Regions from separate parts of the Ovis aries genome. Here region 1 is linked to region 2. A link is a contact called in public Hi-C data. All regions are on one chromosome and are shown on one strand. Each heading gives the region's core, a stretch centred on a gene start, on an enhancer-like site or on the middle of the called end of the contact. The rest is flanking DNA. Distances are from core to core; before and after follow the strand shown.

Evidence for each region. Hi-C and Micro-C count contacts between places; a contact is called where the count stands out from the background.
Region 1: a Hi-C map of tail adipose tissue shows a contact between it and region 2, with 7 times the contacts expected there. The contact joins two enhancer-like sites. A contact is called at or near these places in 8 of 16 Hi-C or Micro-C datasets (liver, mesenteric adipose tissue, mixed tissues and 3 more).

What each region holds. Positions count from the first base shown.
Region 1 is chr16:30,458,912-30,464,337 of ARS-UI_Ramb_v3.0, forward strand. No RefSeq gene overlaps it. Among named protein-coding and RNA genes, the nearest start is that of FGF10, 140 kb to the right of the region's middle. Within about 2 kb of position 2,145, at least 2 of the 54 cell types and tissues checked have an H3K27ac peak or open chromatin away from gene starts, as enhancers often do.
Region 2 is chr16:30,214,957-30,220,448 of ARS-UI_Ramb_v3.0, forward strand. No RefSeq gene overlaps it. Among named protein-coding and RNA genes, the nearest start is that of MRPS30, 29 kb to the left of the region's middle. Within about 2 kb of position 2,920, at least 4 of the 54 cell types and tissues checked have an H3K27ac peak or open chromatin away from gene starts, as enhancers often do.

The sequences.
Region 1 (5,426 bases), core at 895-3,394, 240 kb after region 2:
ACGATTCCCTGGAGAAGGAAATGGCAACCCACTCCAGTATCCTTGTCTGGAAAATCTCATGGTCAGAGAAGCCTGGTGGACTGCAGTCCATGGGATTGCAAAGAGTCTGCCACGACTGAGCGACTAACACACACCCTTCAGAAAAATTGTTCTGATAGCTGTACTGAGGGATAGTTAATTGCAGACCAGGAGAATGAAGCGTAAGGAAAGGGTAGATGCTAAGCTGGAAACAAGGAACCTTCAGAGTGGTTTAGCTGAGAATTAACATGAACAGTATAGAGAAAGATGGCAATAGAAAATGATTAGCAGGGACTATTGATGGAGGGATTATTACTGAAAGAGGAAAAGAAGAGTCTTTTTTTTTTTAATGTCTAATATTACTAACCTCACACACCATAAGGATAGCACATATGCTCACATTTTTTTAAAGTAGGCAGGCAAGCAAAGTACATTTAATCTTGTCACAGCAATACTGAACTCTTATCATTAGTCATTCAGGTTAAGGCACTGTATTTATTTGAAAGTGAAGACCCCAACAGTTAGACACTCAGTCAGGTCTGACTCTTTGCAACTCCACAGACTGTAGCCAGGCTCCTCGGTCCATGAATTCTTCAGGCAAGATACTAGGTCATAATCAGCCACAAATTAGTATCATTTTATTAGCTGTCACAGGGAAACTTGTTTTCAGGCTTTTAAGGATAAAACACAAGACAGAATCTAATCAGGTGTGGATTCAGGAGTGGATTGGCCCGTGGTAGAATGCCCAAGACAGATCTGTTTGAGACTTTCACAGTATAGGATTTTGAGCAACAAGACACAAAATTGGCACTCTGATCATAGAGAAAATGTCTATGGGGAGCCAGCAGGAAGGATATCAGGGGTGAAAAGAAGTAGTGAGGAGCTGAAGGTGAAAAAAGAGGAGTGGTACCTTGGTACTGGTCCTCAGCTTATTGTAACATCTTCATCTGTGTCACCTAGCAGAAAAAGGTCAGGCTACTGTTGGTTGTGATACTCACAAATGTGATAGGAAAGTATGCACGAAGCCTGGACCTTGGGCATCTGTGAGCATAGTTTGTAATACGGTTAATTTTAGGTGTGCAGACATCCAAGGACAGAGAAATAGTCTTACAAGAATGGTGAAGATCTTGTTAATTATCTAGGTGAGAGATAACCTGGTGTTCCCTTCCTTCTGATACTAACTTTCCCTTCTCGGAGGCTATTAGATTAAATCAAGTCTGCTACAGAAGAGACCACAATATCCAAATCTTTGCTCACTGAAGAAATCTGCTGTATCGAACTGAAACTGCTCAAAATGAGTTTCAACAATTTCTTGGCTTTTTTTTTTTTTTAAAGAACCATTGAACTGTGAAAAATGATTCATTTTTGCCAACTTGTAATTTTACCAATAGAGACATTTAAATAAAAAATGTATCTTCTATTCTCTACTTTCTCCATCATTTCATAAGAAGTGGACATTTTAATAGTAAGTGAGAGTAGAAAAATAAATTTCTCAAAATAATGGAAAATCTAAATTGAATAAATTTAATGTTAGGAATAGCCTATTGGATTTTTCATTTTACCACTGGCTGATAAAGCTCTGACACTAAGCTGTCATCTGCCATGGATCTGTAATCAGGAACCACCCTGGAAGTGGGAAAGATGGGCTAAAAAGACACCACTGCACTCATCACAGGGCATAACTTGCACTTAGGTGAGGTCAGGATCTGGCTAATGAGTGGCATTGGAGAGTATCATTTATTCATTAGCCAGAGGCAAACAGAATTGTTCTTTTTCCATGTCCAAGTTTTCTGCCAATTGAAAACACTCCAGTTTGTTATTAGATTCAGGTGTTCCTGTGGTTGTCTACTTTCTACCCCTTTAATTCCCTCTTTCCTGAGATTGTGCTATAATTTGTGAAGCTTCTGGCATCAACAACTTTATTTTCTTTCTGACTAGTGATTGCAAACTCCGTGCATGTTTCTGGTTTGTTAGCAGGTGGCCTGACCTGCCAAAAAGCAAACTCATGGTTTTGGATTATCCCCAGGGTTTACCCAGGTTCCAAAGTTGGTATCAGCCCTGATACATATTACAGAGTCTCATGGGTACTTTAGCATTCATACAGGGCAACAGGCCCATAGGGTATTGTGCTTCATCCAAACACTTCATGTGTGATTGAATGAGGATACAGTATGGCATTGGAATCCTGTTCTTGAAGATTGGTTTTAAAATTCACCAAGGAGATGAAAAAAGAGGAAACAGGTGAAACGTTTGGGCCAAGTGAACTACTGTTCCAAGTATTTCACAACTCAGGAGGTAGCAGAGAATTTGGAAAACAACATCAAGCTGCTTTCTCAAGGCTTCTTATTTTGTGTTGCGTAAATGGAGGAACGCCACGCCTATTCAGAAAACATTTGCCGGGTCTTCTGGGATGGAAGCTAGCCTCAAAGAAGGGAAGCAAACTGGGAGTGCAGAAAATAAATTACAAATACATAATTTAGTCAGGAGCTGGAAAGGCCTCAAATTATTTACTCGACCATGCAATAAAAGTGACAGGAGTTGTGTATCCTTGAACAACCTTCTGCTGGCAGAATGATACCATGAAATGGTCTGTGTTGCTGCTAGATGCACTGAAGATTAGATAAGAAGGCAAACAGTCCTTTGTGGGACACTGCAAGTCCTTTAACTGCCAAAATAAGACCCCAGACTGGATTAAAAGTATAAAGAATTCTAGAGTGTCTACAAGTGCTTCTCAGAACCAGAGAGTTGATTAAAACCCAAAACACTGGAGTAGACTGGAGGGCTGAGATTAGATTCTGCAGGAGGATGTGGTACAGAGGACTTTAAGCTGCCGTTTGTCGGCTCTTCTTCTTTCACTGTTTCAGACTTGTTTGTTTATCCAAGTCATAAACTAAGTCAATCATGATGACCTATTAACTGTGGGGGTCAAAGGAAATCCACATGATAGAGTGGGAGTAAGTGCGTTTCTTGCTGCAATTCTCTCTTTAATAAACTATGTGGGAATGCATCTAACTTTCCTATGTCATAGTCTCTTCAGCTATAAAAATAAGACATATGGATTAAGATCCTTTCCAATTCTTGAGATAAACTACCTTCTGATTTTGAAATCAACTGGAGCATTTTAGGCATCAGTACAAAGACAGGTCACTGACCATTCAATGATCATCACCATAGCTAAGAGTTAGAGTAAGTAAGTCAGGATTAAGGAATAGATGGTATGTCAGTCTCTCTTATGAAAAGACCACAATGAAAGTAATTTTGCCCGTCAACTCAATTTATTCTTTCCTACAATCTATAAAAATATTATCAAACCATTAACAGTATCACATGATATAATACTCATGAATATTTGTTCTAAGACAACAGCAAAACGTCCAAGAAAACAAGGATCCAGTGCTCATCCACATTAGCAAAGGATCACTTGCTTTATTAGGAAGATCATCACTTGCATCTTCTATATACTTAGCTGCCCATATGTTTTAAACTTAATCCAAGTTTGAAATTTAGCTATATTTTATCCAAATCATGTTTTAGTCACTAAAGATTCAATTACTAAAGGTACAGTATGTGATAAATGTGGTACTAAACTCTGGTCACTCAAAGATAAAATGTTTGGTTTGTTCTTGTGCTTGGATTGTTCTCATTCTAAGTGGCAAACTGACAAATATCAACGATGATACTTAAATGTGAGAAATGATAGTAACAAACAGGAACTTTGGAAGGCCAGGGAAGTAGGTGTTAGTAACCTTGCCTTTTGTAAGGATGGAAGTAATCTAAGAGACTTCATGGAAGAGGGTATCTTGTTGGCTTGACCTTTTCTAGAGCAAAATCTTCTAATTAGATCTAGAGCATAAGGACTGAGGTGGGAAAGGCATATCACAGAGAAGAGAGGCATTTGCAAGAGGAAATGGACATGTAGTAAATGGTTGCTGTTGCCATGCGACTCAGCTATACTATGTAAGACTTCAGGGAAAGAGGAAGAAGTGATCATGAAAAATAAGGCAGATTTTCTTTTCGACAAAGTTTAAGATTTTCAACCTTACCTATAGGCTATAGGTAAGAGGAGCTATAAATATGGGATTGGAAATATAAAAAAGTAAGGTCTCTTAGCATTCAACTATCCAATTATTGAGTCTTATGAAATGACCAGGAGGATTGCTTGATACTAAATAATTCAAATTCACTTGTATCATAGCTGCAGTTTGGCGCCCCCTGGTGGTCAGTTTCTAATTGGGTATTCATACACACTGGGAAGATCCTGATTGTGGTGGCTGAAACTTCTAGAGCATGGTCTGTAATTCCAGTATGATAATGGCCTCTGCTTCCTTGACTCAATTTCCTCGCCCAGGAGAATACAGGGACCACAGTTTTTTTTTAAATTCCTACCCTATCTTCCTTTCACTGTTCTTTTCTCTCCTTTCCCCTCCCACAGAAGACCAGAGATTATGGGGTGTTAGCTAGAGACAGGAACCAATCCTCAATCCCTTTGTGTTATCATGAGATTAATTGGTCGTAAAGTTAAATGGCTAACATTGACTCTCTACAACAGAAATGAGGAGAGTATTAGAGTGTCTTTAGATATCTTGCTCATTATGCTGAACTGGATCTGCCCTAATCAGTTTGAGGAAACTAGCTGATAAGCATTGCTGGAAGCATATGAAATGGGAAACATCTCCAACACCTATAAAAAGTCACAGAATTGTGAAGAATAAGGCCATCTATGAAATCATCTATTGCTAAATTGGTATGTTTAATAGATGAGGAAACTGAGTTCTCAAAAGGTTCACTTCTTAGTGTTTATACAGTCTTGCACAGGACAGCAAGAGGCTGATGAAGCATTGGCTTTTTGCTCTACTTGAGTTCTTTTCAAATCTGAATGAATCAGGTAGGTTTGGAAAGCACAGTCATCATCAAAATCCTTTGTATTCTTCTGACCCATAGCAAAGAAAATGAAAGGGAGGGTAGATCAGAGACCATTACATATTAACACAGTATAAGAATCGACCCAAATTTTTAAACATCTTAAACACAAATCATGTTCTTGACACTTCAGATACTCATAAGGAAAAAATAAAAGGGGCACATGCCTTATGTCATGGAATCCACCCAAACTATAAGTTAAAAGTATCAAAATACACTCTAATAGCAAAAAAAAAAAAAAAAACCCAAAACGAACACTGAAGGAAAAAAGAAAGAAAATCTAGGCAAAAAAAAAAAAACAAACAAACAAACAAAAAACAAACAGAAACAGTTCTCCCAGGATTTCTAACTTAAATTGTATCCCCCAGTAAATAAACTAGTCAGGGACAACTTTCAGACCAAAGAAATTTGGATTTATTTCTGAATACTTGAACAGTTACCTGAACAGTTAGAAACTGAACTCTGAGACTACTTAATCCTGTAAACAA
Region 2 (5,492 bases), core at 1,670-4,169:
ATTGATTCTGTGGAAGTTTGAGGAGAGTTGAAATTCTCAACATATCAGGTCTTCCCATGAATAAGCATGCTAATCCCTACATTTATCTAGGTCTTCTTTAATTTTTCTCAATAATGTTTTATTGTTTTATATGTAGAGGTCTTATACACCTACCATTAGATTTGCTATATTTCAAAATTTTAATGTTTTGTGTTGTGCTCATTAACATTTTTATTTTCTAATTAATTGTTGTGGGAATTTATGAAATTACAGATCATTCCATGTTGAATTTATAATCATTAACTTTTCTAAAAATGAAAATGTTTATGTGTGGGAAAAAAAAGAAATTTAATTTAAAGCAATATTTTTTTTAATGAAGTTGAATGCTCTGTTCTTAAATAGAAAACAAATCCACTGGAATCACTCTGATTTTATATTATTTTTTAACCGGTAACAATAGCTTTATTTGAACTAATGAACATTTCCTCCAGAAAAGATTTAATAGAAGATGAAAAAAGTACATCATACAAGATGCTTGATGTGATTAAAACTGGTTCCATTCTCAAACAATAGTTTAGAAATGGAAGTATTAAATTAGTATCTCTTGCTTTTTACTACATGATTTAAAACATTACTCTGCAGGTGAAGTAGAAAGAAATCTATTTTCAACCCACTATTTTCCAGTGTATCTACATTTAAACCTTCCTGAATGTAACAGTTTTGATTTCCAAAGCAGACCTCATAACTCTGACTTTGTTATGGTTTTGCTGTTTTTAAAGTCTTTATTGGAGTATAGCTGATTCACAATGTTGTATTAGTTTCAGATGTATAGCAAAGTGAATCAGTTATACATAGCCATGCATCCACCCTTTTTTAGACTTTTCCCCATATAGGCCTTTGCAGAGTGTTGGGTAGAGTTCTCTATGCTATACAGTGCCCTCATGCTCATGGTCGTTTGCTCACTCGTGTCTGACTCTTTGCGACCCCATGAACTGTAGCCCTCCAGGCAAGAAAACTGGAGTGGGCAACCATTCCCTTCTGCAGGAGATCTTCCTGACTCAGGGATCAAATTCAAATCTCCTGCATTATAGCAGATTCTTTACCGTCTGAACCACCAGGAAAGCCTGTGCCATACAGTAGGTCCTTATTATTGATTTTATATACAGTAGTGTGTATATGTCAATCCCAGTCTCCCAATTTATCCCTCCATATAGCCCTTTACTTACCTTTTGTTTTTCTTCTGCCTCTGAAGGGACCTTTCATTTTTTACTCCATTCTTCACAAATTCACATTATGGTAGCGTCTCCCACTGTCATAGAGTAATAATGACTAGAAAGTACTTCCTAGTTGAACCAGGTATATACTTCTCTAAGTTTTTACCCATTGATCCTAGTTCTGTCCTTGGAAACCTAGCGGAGCTGTTTTCTCCTGCTCCTACGTAGCAGCCTTTCAGATACTTGGTGACCATTGTCATTTAACTCTCCAAGCTTCTCTCTTATTCTCCTAAGCTCATCCAGACTTTCTGACCATTTTAATGTTAGTACTACTTTTAGGTCCCTATCATCTCGCTACTCTCCCCTGATATTACAGACTTACAAAGTCCTCCTAAAATGTGGGGTGTGTCTGTGTGTGTGTGTGTGTGTGTGTTACTTCAGTTGTGTCTGACTCTTTGCAGCCCTATGGACTGTAGCCTGCCAGGCTCATCTGTCCACGGGATTCTTCAGGCAAAAATACTGGAGTGGGCTGCCACTTCCTCCTCCAGAGGATCTTGCCAACCTAGGCATAAAATCCGGATCTCTTAGTCTCCTGTATTGGCAGGCAGTTCTTTGTCACTAGTGCCACCTGGGAAGCCTTAAAATGTGATGCCAGAACTAAAAGTTTATATATCAGACATGTTGGAGAAGCAGAGAGTACATCAGGACATTGATTTTCAAAATTTATTTTGGTAGCTTCATGACATCACTCACTTTATTAATCAACCCTTTGTAGACTCTCTGTTAATGACATATTGCCACTTAGGTTCCTACTGTTCTGGTGGGTGAGGGGTATGTGTGTGTGTCTCCTGTCTACCTGTCTATCCTTTCCTCAACCTTACTCCTTCTGACATTTAGGTTATGTCTGATTAAGCAAGAAAAAGGAGTTTACCCTTCCTACTTCATTTCTTCTTTTAATAACACAGGCCAAGATGTATATGTTTGAGATATGACCATATATAAATATATCCAATGAATTCTTATTCATGTGGAATCTACTTGTATGATTATCAACAGCACAGAACGATGGAAAGTCATATTTTCTGGGATGGATTTCTTGTAATAATGCAGCCAAGGCAGACCATCTATACTGGATTTGAAACCCTAAATGTTTGAATTATCATCCAGACTTAAAACTCACAACCTAAGTTAACCTATGAATTCACAAACTCTTTTGGGCTATATCACCTAATCTTGAATGGCTATTGAGGAATAGAAAACAAGGGAATAGAAATATAATGAAGTGGCTTAGAACGTAAAAATAAGAAACTGATGTACTGGTTTCATCTGTTGGACAGATGGACTCCCACTTACTACTTATGATATTCTGGGCATCTCACATATTTGGTTCCCAGTGTTACTGTAAGGGTTAATTGAGATGGGGTATATAGGCTCTCAGCATAGCACCTGGTCCACAAGACACACTCAGTAAAATATAGCTATTATGATTAATAACAAACAGTCCTCAAATAAGTGTGTACTTTCTGTGTACATATAATTGACATATATTTAAAGAAGCATGTTGATGGATTTACAGTGATATAAGAATACCTGGCCCCTTCTGTGATCTATAGTCGGTGCTTGTGAAAAAACTGTCAAAATTTAGAGAATAGGCTCATGTGATGGAACAGAACTATCCCACACAGAATTAACTTCTAACAGAAGCTTCATCAGCAGTCTAACCAGCTGACCTTCCTCCTGTCTTTAGTGTGGCCATGATAGTGTTCAGCTTTGGCTTGTTTGGCCACCAAACTTTACTCTGCATAAGATTATGAGGGAGTAAGGGGCCAAGTCACCTTTTATTTCTCTCCTCACTATGTCTTGACACTAATTCTGGATTGTCTTTTTAATTTGGTGGAGGAAAATCAAAACCTCCTTATAATATAGCACATCTCATTCCCTTAATATTTTAGAAATGGTTATGTTGAAATCAGGGTCTCTGTATTTGTTCCTTTAAATGAGGACAGTTTGGGGGTTTTCAAAAGGCTTTCACCATTAGCTCATTCCATCCCATGGGGGCATTTAAGTAGCCAGCTCAGTTCAGCAGGAAGTCAGATGAGAAATTTCTCAATACTCTGTTATAAACTAAAGATTTGCTCACTTTTCTCCCATGTCCAATATCTGCAGTTACCAATCTTTCCACAAAGCTTGTCATCAGGGCTTGAGTCTCACTCTGTTTTGCCCCAACACAATTTGGCTCTAGCACAGTGATGATTTTCTCTTCATTGATAATTTAGTGATTTGTTCCCTGTGATCTGTGTCAAATGATTATACTAAATTGTCATCATTACTACTATGTCATCAATATTAATAGACATGCTATTATCATTTATGCATATTTTGAATGATCAGGCAAACAGATTGACCTATATTCACTCAAAAGCTCTATGACACTACCAAATTTAAATTAAGCAATTTCAGAAAAATTTATGGACCCTTGTGGCAGCTTAACTGACATAAGTTTTATACTCACAAATATTTTCTCATATTATTTATACAAACATTCAGACCAGAGTGCTGTTTTAGACATTTGCAAGATCTATAGGATTTTCTCTCCTTCCTTTTGATCTTACTCTTTAAAAAGCAATAATAACAACAAAAAACCTTTATTCTGTTGTATATAAAACCAGAACATTTTTTACATAGATAATCTGGACCTCAAAGATATGGTCTTAACTTAGGAAGTCTCAAACTCAAATTCATAGTCCTATTTTCTGATCTGAGGACACTTTTTTCTCTTTTAATTTTTCCCTTTAATGGTGTATGCATTAGCAGTAATACTTAGAGTGCACTTATAAGTAACAAGCACAATCTTATTAAGGTTTCTGTAATTTAATTTCAATGATATTGATTATATCTGAAGGACACATTATTCTTGATTTTTCTGATACACAGGACTGAACACAAATCACTATAAACCCCCACTCTCTGGGCTTTTCCCTCAGAGGATAGCTAAGGTCAGAGATGATGCATATCCCAGGATATTGTCAGAAAGGGGAGGGAAAGGTCCTTTCAAACTGTCCCCTTCACTTGTCTTTTTCATATCTTGGAGCTGTTGGGGGAACTATTAGCCAACAAAACTGCTGGCTCTAACCTTGCATATCTTCTCCCTGGAGCTCAGCATAGCCTGGGCGTGGGGACAGAATCTCTGTGGGGGCTGGTGGAAGTTCACCACTCAACAGTGTGGTCATAGATCATACATGTTCCAGGAAAACACCACAGAGCCCTGGACCCATCCATTAGATGGCCTCAGACTCTCAATCGGTCCTCCTGGACATAATGAAATAATACAGATTCTAAAACACGATGCCTCTGCAACCCAATGAATCACTAAACAATTTATATTATAATGTTACTCAGTTTTTAAACTTGATCAACAAGTACATAGTCTATGTAAAAATTTAAGCAGTAGGCTATGACAATGCCAGCAGCTGGTCACTGACCTTGTCTTTGTTAACGCCCCTCAGTGAGCACAGAGACAAATGTAGTTTTAGTCCCCTCCCCATTCCAGTCCCTCTGCCACAGACTCACCTTTAACCAGCACTTAATTCTCTATCAAAATATTTTTCCAGGATGTGAAAAGAACCAACTTCCAGGCAAGAGAGAAAAAGAGAATGACTGATTCTAGTTAATGACTTCCAGATAAGAATTTGCTTATTTTCCTAATGGCCTACTGAGTTCTGCTAAGCTATCATGTCACAAACAGAAAGATAACTTTAATGGGAGAACTGTCTAAGGATCCCAGGGCATAGCCACAGCACCTTTGTCTACATAAAATATTTTTTTTTAATAAATAAACAAAGGGGAGCTTCAAACAAGTAGAACCTAAGAATAATATAACTAAGTATTCAATGAAACTATTTTCACAACATACAAAATCAACAAAAGACTAAACACATATTTTCGGTCCATTGTAAAAAGAAAAAAAGTTCTTATTTAAGAGATAGTGTGGAGAAAGAGGTGAGTGTAATGAAAATTTTTGTTCACTTGCAGGCACGATCGAGAATTCCAGCCTAGGGTTGCTTCATTCAGCCTTCCCTTTGCTGCTTTTCTGCCATAATTATCTGAGGTACATCTCCCAGAGTAGCCACTAATATGAAACCCCTGCTAAACAAAATGTAAACACTAAACAAACAGTAATGATGGTCTTTAGTTCACCACAGAGGTCTGACCACATTAAACATGAATGAGTAGGTGGTTTTAAGAATACTGTCAAATAACAGAAAATAATCTGTTGCTGAAAATAACATTGAATAGTGG